3 separate regions of the Sus scrofa genome follow, and all the other regions are linked to region 3. A link is a contact called in public Hi-C and HiChIP or PLAC-seq data. All regions are on one chromosome and are shown on one strand. Each heading gives the region's core, a stretch centred on a gene start, on an enhancer-like site or on the middle of the called end of the contact. The rest is flanking DNA. Distances are from core to core; before and after follow the strand shown. Region 1 overlaps FRMD4B (FERM domain-containing protein 4B). Region 2 overlaps FRMD4B (FERM domain-containing protein 4B). Region 3 overlaps FRMD4B (FERM domain-containing protein 4B).

What was found. Hi-C and Micro-C count contacts between places; a contact is called where the count stands out from the background. HiChIP or PLAC-seq counts read pairs in DNA pulled down with a chosen protein or histone mark.
Region 1: a Hi-C map of liver shows a contact between it and region 3, with 5 times the contacts expected there. The contact joins two enhancer-like sites. A contact is called at or near these places in 6 of 47 Hi-C or Micro-C datasets (embryonic fibroblasts, liver and skeletal muscle) and 2 of 2 datasets of contacts at active chromatin or transcription factors (alveolar macrophages and skeletal muscle).
Region 2: a contact with region 3 is called in an H3K27ac HiChIP or PLAC-seq map of alveolar macrophages. The contact joins two enhancer-like sites. A contact is called at or near these places in 2 of 47 Hi-C or Micro-C datasets (brain and liver) and 2 of 2 datasets of contacts at active chromatin or transcription factors (alveolar macrophages and skeletal muscle).

Annotation. Positions count from the first base shown.
Region 1 is chr13:50,676,857-50,679,621 of Sscrofa11.1, reverse strand. It overlaps FRMD4B (FERM domain-containing protein 4B), which reads left to right. Exons shown (of 23, transcript XM_021069209.1): 8 at 544-566. Among named protein-coding and RNA genes, the nearest start is that of LMOD3, 120 kb to the right of the region's middle. Within about 2 kb of position 1,266, at least 25 of the 83 cell types and tissues checked have an H3K27ac peak or open chromatin away from gene starts, as enhancers often do. A contact at or near this core is called in liver, where this site is marked.
Region 2 is chr13:50,733,029-50,736,005 of Sscrofa11.1, reverse strand. All of the region lies in intron 4 of FRMD4B (FERM domain-containing protein 4B), which reads left to right. Among named protein-coding and RNA genes, the nearest start is that of LMOD3, 180 kb to the right of the region's middle. Within about 2 kb of position 1,380, at least 10 of the 83 cell types and tissues checked have an H3K27ac peak or open chromatin away from gene starts, as enhancers often do. A contact at or near this core is called in alveolar macrophages, where this site is marked.
Region 3 is chr13:50,610,732-50,613,548 of Sscrofa11.1, reverse strand. All of the region lies in intron 21 of FRMD4B (FERM domain-containing protein 4B), which reads left to right. Among named protein-coding and RNA genes, the nearest start is that of LMOD3, 58 kb to the right of the region's middle. Within about 2 kb of position 1,553, at least 36 of the 83 cell types and tissues checked have an H3K27ac peak or open chromatin away from gene starts, as enhancers often do. A contact at or near this core is called in alveolar macrophages and liver, where this site is marked.

The sequences.
Region 1 (2,765 bases), core at 17-2,516, 66 kb before region 3:
TGTTGAGGGCAGAGAGAGCTTGGGGTTCCTTGAATTTGGGAGGCAGCAGTTGTTACAACAGCTGTAATTTGCATTTAAATTTAGTAACTTTTCTGTACTTTTTCTTGAGGTTGAGTACAAGAACCCTTTAATTCTTAAAGGCACAAGTAGCTGAAAACCAGTGTGTTTCATGCTAGTTTAAAGAAAAAAGAAAGAAAACAAATAACATGTTGATTTACCTGTGTCATGGCTTAAAAGGTCTGTATCCAGACTAAAGTTTGCTGCTCTGATAGACAAGCATGTGTCATGTGATCTTTGAAACATAAAAGGATAAATAATCATCTGTGCTTTTTCCAGAGAGATTTGTCACTTCTGTTAGGAACAAGAAAGAGTTAAGGGGCACTAGCTACTTCTTAAACGCCACGTTCTGCTCCACAGTCCTAGGGAAAGGGTTCCTTGTGAAAAAAATAGGCATTTTCAGAGGTAAAAGGGTCAGGAGTAAAATTCATTAAGCTTAGTTAATATCAGTACAAATTGATCTTCTATCTTTGTTTTTCATTTCAGGAAGCCAAAGGGGATTATATCAGGTAATGGTTCCTTTTCTGATATTACTATGCAGAATAACCCTGGCTGAATCCTTTAATGCTGTTTTAAATAACAATGGATGCTAAATCAAAAGAAAGTAGATCCCCCAACTAGAGGCTGAGGTCTTTCCTCTTCAAATAGAGACCTATTCTTTTTGTGAATGAATCCGGGGAGGAAGCTTTCTTATAATTTTTCAAGCCCGAGTGACAGCAAATTGTACTCCGAAGCCCTCCAAAGTTCTATTTTTGGTCATCTGTTAGCAAGATGAAGAAATCTATAAAAAGCTTTGGTAGCCTGTGCCGATTTTTTAAACTTATAATAATCCTGTGTTTGAAGAGTTACACCATAAGTGCAAAAAGATTTATTCCATCAGCTGCTTAGTTAAGGGATTAATAGGGGCTTTCTTTTTGCAGCTGCCCTGAAGGGGCCTCACCCTTCATACACTTGACCTAACAGTTGTATTGTTGCCACCGAGACACTTACTGGTTCTAACTGCCTAACTGGCCAAATCTTCAGACAGTGTTTGTATTTGAATCCAACCTCTATCTGCCCCATTCTGGTCTTTGAATGCAATAGTTGCAGTTGGAGTAGTAAAAAGGGTTAAAGGTAGATCATCAGGAGTTCCAATTAGAAACAGCTCACAGGCCAAGGACCTATTGAAAGGCTCCCCTCTACTGTGTTAATGTTCCACTCCGGGTAAACTTTACCTGTAGATTATTTACAGATACTCCTTCCCAGCCAAGTGTTTGAATAGTGTGCTCCTTAACAGACTGATAACCAAATAATACCTTCCAAGCTCCTAGTACTTTCCACATCTGCCCATTGAGTTTGCGGAGAGTGAGTGGGGCGTCCACTCAGTACGCCATGATCTGCGCACCATTCTCTCCTGTTAGCTCTATTTTGTGATTTATTATTATTATTTTTAATTGTTTTGGCTAGAAAATATGCTTTGAAGGAAACATAAAAATCCATGAACACCAAACTTTTTTTTTTTTTATTAAAAGACAATGTCAGGGCATAAAAGGAGGACAAATTAGTCTCTAGATCGTTAACATCAAGAGTGGGTGTGTTCTCCACTGTTGTCTTTCCTGGAGGAGCTATATTTCCTAGGAAGATGAGATATGCGAGGAATGCTGTCTCTTGGAGGGGGTGAGTCTGAAGTTGATTTATAAATGAGGGCTTCAGAGCCAAAAGCTCACACTCTGCTGTGTGGACCGCTAACCCTTCCTCCCCCACTTTCTCCCAGTCACGCATGTGATGGACAGCCTCTGAGCCTCATTTCCTCATCAGGAGAATGGCACCTCCTTCCTAGGTCTTATGTGAGATTAAATATATATAAAAACACTGCCCAGAGCAGTATATGGCATGTAGCAAGATCTCTATATATCCTTTGGCTATAATTCTTAATTATTATAGTATCATTACTGCCCTCCTCATTTTCACCATCCTGTTCCATCTCTTGGCAACCTCTGAAGAGACTCTGGGGACTTAGGTGGGTGTGAAGAAGCTGTAATCATGCATCAGGGGAAACAGTCGAAGAGAAAGGTTGATTCCACAAACCTTCCTGAGGGAAGATCACTTGCCTGTGGAGGAAGAAGTCTTAGAAAGAACAGTCCTTGGGTAGTTCAGACCTTTAGCCCTCAGACTTCAAGTTTGGGGAGTTAGTCTGGTCAAGCCCAAACCAATCTTTTTCCATAACTTCAGTTTACTCCTGGTGGTCTCCTGAGGGATTATTAGGCTAAAGAAATGGAGAACACTCTTTTGAAATTGTCTGAACCACGCTGAGTAGTAGGAGGAGCTTGTGACTGGGAATCAAGAAAATAGCAACATGACCCTGAATGAGCCGTCTGTCCTTTATCATCTTTGGTTTCCTCCTCTGGAAATTGGGATTAGGGAAAATGCAACTTGGCAGGGTAGTTTTGAGGCTATGAATCGTATTCAAGGACTTTGTAAATTATAATTAGTTTGACAGGCATTAGTTGTTGCTGGTCAGGGTGAAAGAAAGAATAGGAAATGTGAACTTTTGTCATTGCGTGTATACTGAAGTAGAATTTTGGTTCATTTTTACCACCCCTTCCCTATCAGATCTCCTCCTCCTCTGAATGGAGAGAGTATATGTTTCCACCAAAGTTCTGTTATAAAACCAATTTAAGAAAATCAGGGAGTTCCTGTCGGGGCGCAGTGGTTAACGAATCCGACTA
Region 2 (2,977 bases), core at 131-2,630, 120 kb before region 3:
GAATACAGAGAGTATGAGGAAAGTGGTACAATATAAGGTCGAGAGGTTAGCAGGGATAGAAATCATAGAAGCCTGGCAGCTCTGTGATCTTAGGCTTGGAAGCTTTGTGGTCTTAGACTTAACATATATGACACTCAAGTTTCCTCATCTGTACAATGGGCATAATAACAGTACCAAAATAACTACTATAAAAAGTACTAGAGAAGGTACATAGAAGAGGATCATAGTATTATTCTGTTAGGCAGGAAAGGGATGCAGAGTCCAGGCACATAGCAGCAAAAAAATAGCTGCTATGATAGCTGCCCATCCTATTGTTATCATCCTATTATTCATAGCCATGGCAGGAAAATGTGTTCTGAAGGAGGCTTAGGAGGACCTGGGTGGGAGCCCACACAGAAAGGTGACTGGGAGGGCAGATAGCCCTTAGGCAGAGGAGAGAGGACCTGACATTCCAGGGAAGAGTCGTTTTGTGTGCCGATGCACGGATGTGGTCGTGAACACGGTACATCTGTGCAGTGGGGTGGAAGGTGTCCTGATCGTGGAGTAAGATATAAGAGGCACAATCTCAGAGGTGAGCCTGAGAATCACGTAGATGGAAAAGGCACGCCGAGGCCACTGAAGGATGTTCTGCAGGGGAGTAGCCTGATTAATGACTGTGGTCTTGCAAGTTTCCCAGGCTACAGAGTTCATGGTGGGTTGGAAAAGCAGCCTGGTCACACGGCAGGCTGCTGGGAAAACTCCAAGCTCAGGTGAGCCTAACCAGGCAGGGCATAAATCAGGCGTTCAGACTCTAGGACCTTCTCTTCAGCAAGAAAGGAATACATCGTATGAATGACCTCCTTTCCTGACATGGGCCTCCTTCCCCTTAGTGTGCCTTGGGATGATTCCTTTCTAAATGCTCTGGTGGAAGAAGAATGTCTCACTCAAGTGCCTCCTCATCTATCCCCTTTGATGCCATTGGTCAGTGGAGGTAGTCTTTCCAAGAAACCTGGCTCCAAAATGTCCTTCATAACCTCCTCTGCCAGTGACAGCAGAGTCTGTATGTGAATTATGCTCAGTTTAGAAGGTGTCTTCTGGCCCCAGCTGTGTTTATTTTCAGAAGAAGAATGAGCTGGGCTTTTGGAGGGGGAGTGGGAGTTGGCCATCTCTACCTTTCTGGGGAACAGGTCTGGAAAATTGCTTCTGTTGAAGGGTGTCTCCTTGGAATGTCTTGGTCATAAGCCTAGTCCTTTTTCTCTGTCTGGTAAATATTTTTGGAAAGTATTTTCTTTCAGCACTCCCCTTCCCGCCCCGCTAAAACCACTGAGTCTGATCCCTCCCAGGATGCTGTCTGAGTTGCATTTTCCAGCCTAGATGCCACATCAGCTCTTTGCCTTTGGTGAACTTCTCTAAATAGAGTCAGGCAAAGCCAAGGGGGTGAAACCCTCGATGAAACCAGCCACTGTCTATATCACATTCCACAGGCCAAGAAGAGATGTGGAAAAATGGAGTTGTGCAGTTACATAATGAAAGTAGTGCTGGTGACCAACAAAAACAAATTTGTGGTCCTATCAGAGGGAGAGGTTAGCTCCTGAGCTCAGGCTAATTAGTACCTGCTGGCGTTCTGTGTGCAGGGTGAGTCTTTCACCCCTAGAGGGCAGTCACGGCCCTTCTGAGGCAGAAGTTCTGTTCACCCAAATGGTTCCCATCCCTTTCAGCCCAGTTAACTCCTTTCCTTCCCTTGTTTTGAAAGGATTTGCTGTATACGCTTTGTTTATTAAGAAATAAAAAAACAGGTTTCACAACACAATAGTGATTTTTGATCACCGTTCCATCCCATGAACCTGATGGGCCTTTGATACAATTCTAGCCAAAAAGGACACTTGCTTCAAAGTTGCCTAGCACAGCTGATAGAGGAGAATGTGTAGATTCAGCTATCTTTTTGAGTTATCAGTTAGATCTGTTCCATTTGCTGGTGGAAGAACTTGAAACAAGCAGGTTATAAGCAATAAGTGCTTTAGGATCTCATTGCAATAAGTGCTTTAGGATCTCATTTTAGTCTCAAGGATTAAAAAACAGCAGATTAACTTGGATTATATCTCAGCGATAAAGTTAGAGATAACTTTTACTTCTGCATCCTAACTTTATCCTATCAATTAAATTTTAGATGAGCTTTTTAAAAAATCTAATTTCTAGGTTTTTTTTTCTAAAAAATTATTTTAAATAGCTTCTTATAAAAACACAGTATCATAGCTGAGGCTGGTCTCTTTTGATTGAAGCAATTTGCTCTGTATCTCTCTGCAAGAATATCTAAGAATTCTAAGAATTTTCATTCATATATAGTAGTGCTTGAGTGTCTTCTATGGTTAATATAATTGATTTATGTTCTACATGTTATTATACAACTTGCTTCATTCTTGGACATCATTTCATACAAGTTCATATAAATATACATTATGCTTTTTAAATGATACCACATCTTCCTATATAAAAGCAAAACCAAAAAGGCAAAATTATTCTCACTTTCTGTGAGAAAACCTTTGAGACGTGATAGTGTACAATAATTCGTATACAAAAGATGTACATTTGAACATCTCTGATATTAGGTTATGTCTTTAAATCAGTTGCATTCTAAACTGAAATATGGTGTATTTCTTTTAACTTCTAGTCCCTGATATTTATATTTTTAATCCAAAAAAGCAGTAATTCTAAGAACCTTATGTTATGTCACTTGTATAAGCTTATTTACCTTCATAATATTCCTCTAAGGAAAGCTAGAAACAATTATCAGCCTCCGTCTAGTAGTTTCATAAACAAAGACATATCTTCTTCCTGCGTTAAAACTATTAAGTGACAGAAATCAAGCTAAAAGTTACGAGGATGGCAGATTCAGGAGTTCCTGTTGTGGCTCAGCCGATTAAGAACCTGACAGTGTGTCGGTGAGGATGAGGACTCGATCCCTGGCCTCGATCAATGGGTTAAGGATCCACCATTGCTG
Region 3 (2,817 bases), core at 304-2,803:
GCCCTGTGTTAGAGGCTTTCCTGTATTTTATCTTTTCTAGGTCTTGTGTTGATGGCCACATCTCTTTAAAGTGTTCAGGCTTTGCAATTAATATGTACCCACTACTATATATAAGATAGATAATCAACAAGGACCTGCTGTATAGCACAGGAAAATTATATTTTATATATATATATCAGTATTTTGTAATATGCCATAAGGGAAAATAACTTGAAAAAGAATATGTGTTTATAATAGTTTATATAAAACTAATAAAAATTTTATATATATATATATATATAAAACTGAATTCCTGTGCCATACACCTCAAACTAACATAACATCATAAATGAACTATACTTCAATAAAAATTGGAAGTTCCCATTGTGGCTCATTGGTTAATGAGCCCAACTAGTATCCACAAGGATCTGGTGTTGCTGTGAGTTGTAGTGTAGGTTGCAGACACGGCTTGGATCCCCCGTTGCTGTGGCTGTGGCGTAGGCCGTCAGCTGTGGCTCTCATTTGACCCCTAGCCCGAGAATGTCCACATGCCATGGGTGCGGGTCCTAAAAAGCAAATAAATAAATAAATAAAAATAGTTTTCAGGGCATTGAGTTTTGATATATTAAAAGAATAGGATAAACACTTATGTAAGAAGAAAGCCTTTAGGATTATACATCCTTCCCTGTTCACCACGAGGAATTGGATCATCTAAAAGCAGTTTATTCCTGGAATTCCGGTTGTGGCTCAGCAGTAATGAACCCAACTAGTATCCATGAGGATGTGGGTTTGATCCCTGGCCTTGTTCAGTGGGTTACGGTTCTGTTATTGCCATGAGCTGTGGCGTAGGTCAAAGATGCAGCTTGGATCCCACGTTGCTTTGGCTGTGGTATAGGCCAGCAACTGTAGCTCCAATTTGACTACTAGCCTGGGACCTTCCATATGCCACCCGTGTGGCCCTAAAAAGACGTACATACATACATAAATGCCATTCATTCCGAGTGCTTAGGAATCTGTGTAAGTCTTCTAGTAAGTCTGACTGGAGCTGGCATTTACTAAGCACTGTTCTTGGCACTGTTCTAAATACTCCTCAGGCCTTGACTCAATCCAGTAATCATATATCCTCCACTTTCTGGTTAATTTAAGGGACTTTCAAAGGTAATTTTGATTAGAGAGATTCTCTTCATGCATTGACTTTGGTCCCTAAGTCTATTGCATACCCCGAGCTGTGCCAGTTACCTTAAGTAGGGATATGAGGGCTTAAGAGAAAAATCTTCCTCTGGTTTCACTTATTCAGCTAACAAGCGGGCACATCCAAGATGCTGAGGAGCCAGTTTCTGGCCTGGATAAGTTCACGGTCTAGTTAGCAGCCAGAGGGATGTATGAAAATGAAGCAGCACTAAAGCTTAAAGAAATGAATTCTCGAACTGCACAAAAAAGACCAAGGTCATGAGTCTTGCCCCCTCTTGCAAGTATGACGCCTTAGTGAGACATAGCACAGGGATTCCTGAATCATTTTGTGATCATCTGTGAAAACTGTACCTTTAAAAGTTTCCTAAGTTTGTTGACAAGAGGTGTTTCCATGGAGATTTCTGTTTGGGTTCCAGTTCTCTCCTCTTTGTGCAGGACTTTGGACTTCTGCTAGGGTTTCCCCATTTATTACCACATGTAACATATGAAAAGGCTCCTGTAATTATTTCATATTTGTGGCTGTGATCCAGAGATTGCCTTTCTTCCCCTTCAAAGTTCAGGGCGCTGCATGAGAAACTTTCCGAAACCAAAGAAGGAGGACTGAGATACCTGTGTATAGTCAGCAGGGCACAGGGCTGGGGTAATGCCTCTTTAAACAAGAAGCAGCTGTAACTCTGAAACTTCAACATTCCCGGCCATTGTCTCAGCACTGGGGCAAAGGTGAGAATGGAGATAATGCTTCCTGGACCCAGTGTGACAGCGTGAGCCTGGCTGATTCCAGCAGGATTGACCCCACAGGCCAAAAGGCATCACAGGGATGGAATCAGTGCTTCTAGAATTCCTTTTTGGGATTTTCCTCTTTCCTACTACATTTTATAGTTGATGTATTACAACAGGCATGCACCATTCTCATGGAGAGATAAGTTTCCAGTTATTTGCTGAATTAGTCAGGGGTTTTGCAATCCCTTCCAGCCACCTAAAGGCTCTCCTGGTGACTCAGTTTTAGGAGTAGTAGCAGCCACTTTTATTGGCAGCTTACCCTGTGCCACCCAGTTTGCTCAGCCCTTTATTTGCGCTCTCCCATTTAGTGTATGCGACAATTCTATGTAGGGAGTGCTGTTGTCATGTTTATTATTATTATCCTAATCTTGCAGCTGAGACACTTCTGCCTTACAGGGTTTAAATGACCCTGCCCAATCTCCAAAGCCGGTAAGTGGTGAAGTAGGAATTCTATTACAGTGTGACATCCTAACCACCACGCCTCACAACCCCTGACTTAGAGATATGAAACCTTCTTAGAAGCTCAAAGTGAGGATCTTACATCGTTAAGTCAAACCTTTGTGGGCATCCAGGACCACAGATGAGTTTTGAAATGTGTTTGTTGCATGCTGGTTCCACATGCTTTGTGGGGGTGAGAAGAGAGAAGGTTGACTGCCAGGAACAGGAAATAGAGGAGATCAGGAAGGACCCAGGAGCAATGGTGGTATTTTGAGTCCTAGGTGACCGGCATGACATCATGCATCCTAGGCACAGAGCAGAACTGGTTATATTTATTTACTTACTTTGGCCATGCCTGTGGCATGTGGAAGTTCCCTGGCCAGGGGTTGAACTAGTGCCACAGCAGCAACCTGAGCCACAGCAGTGATA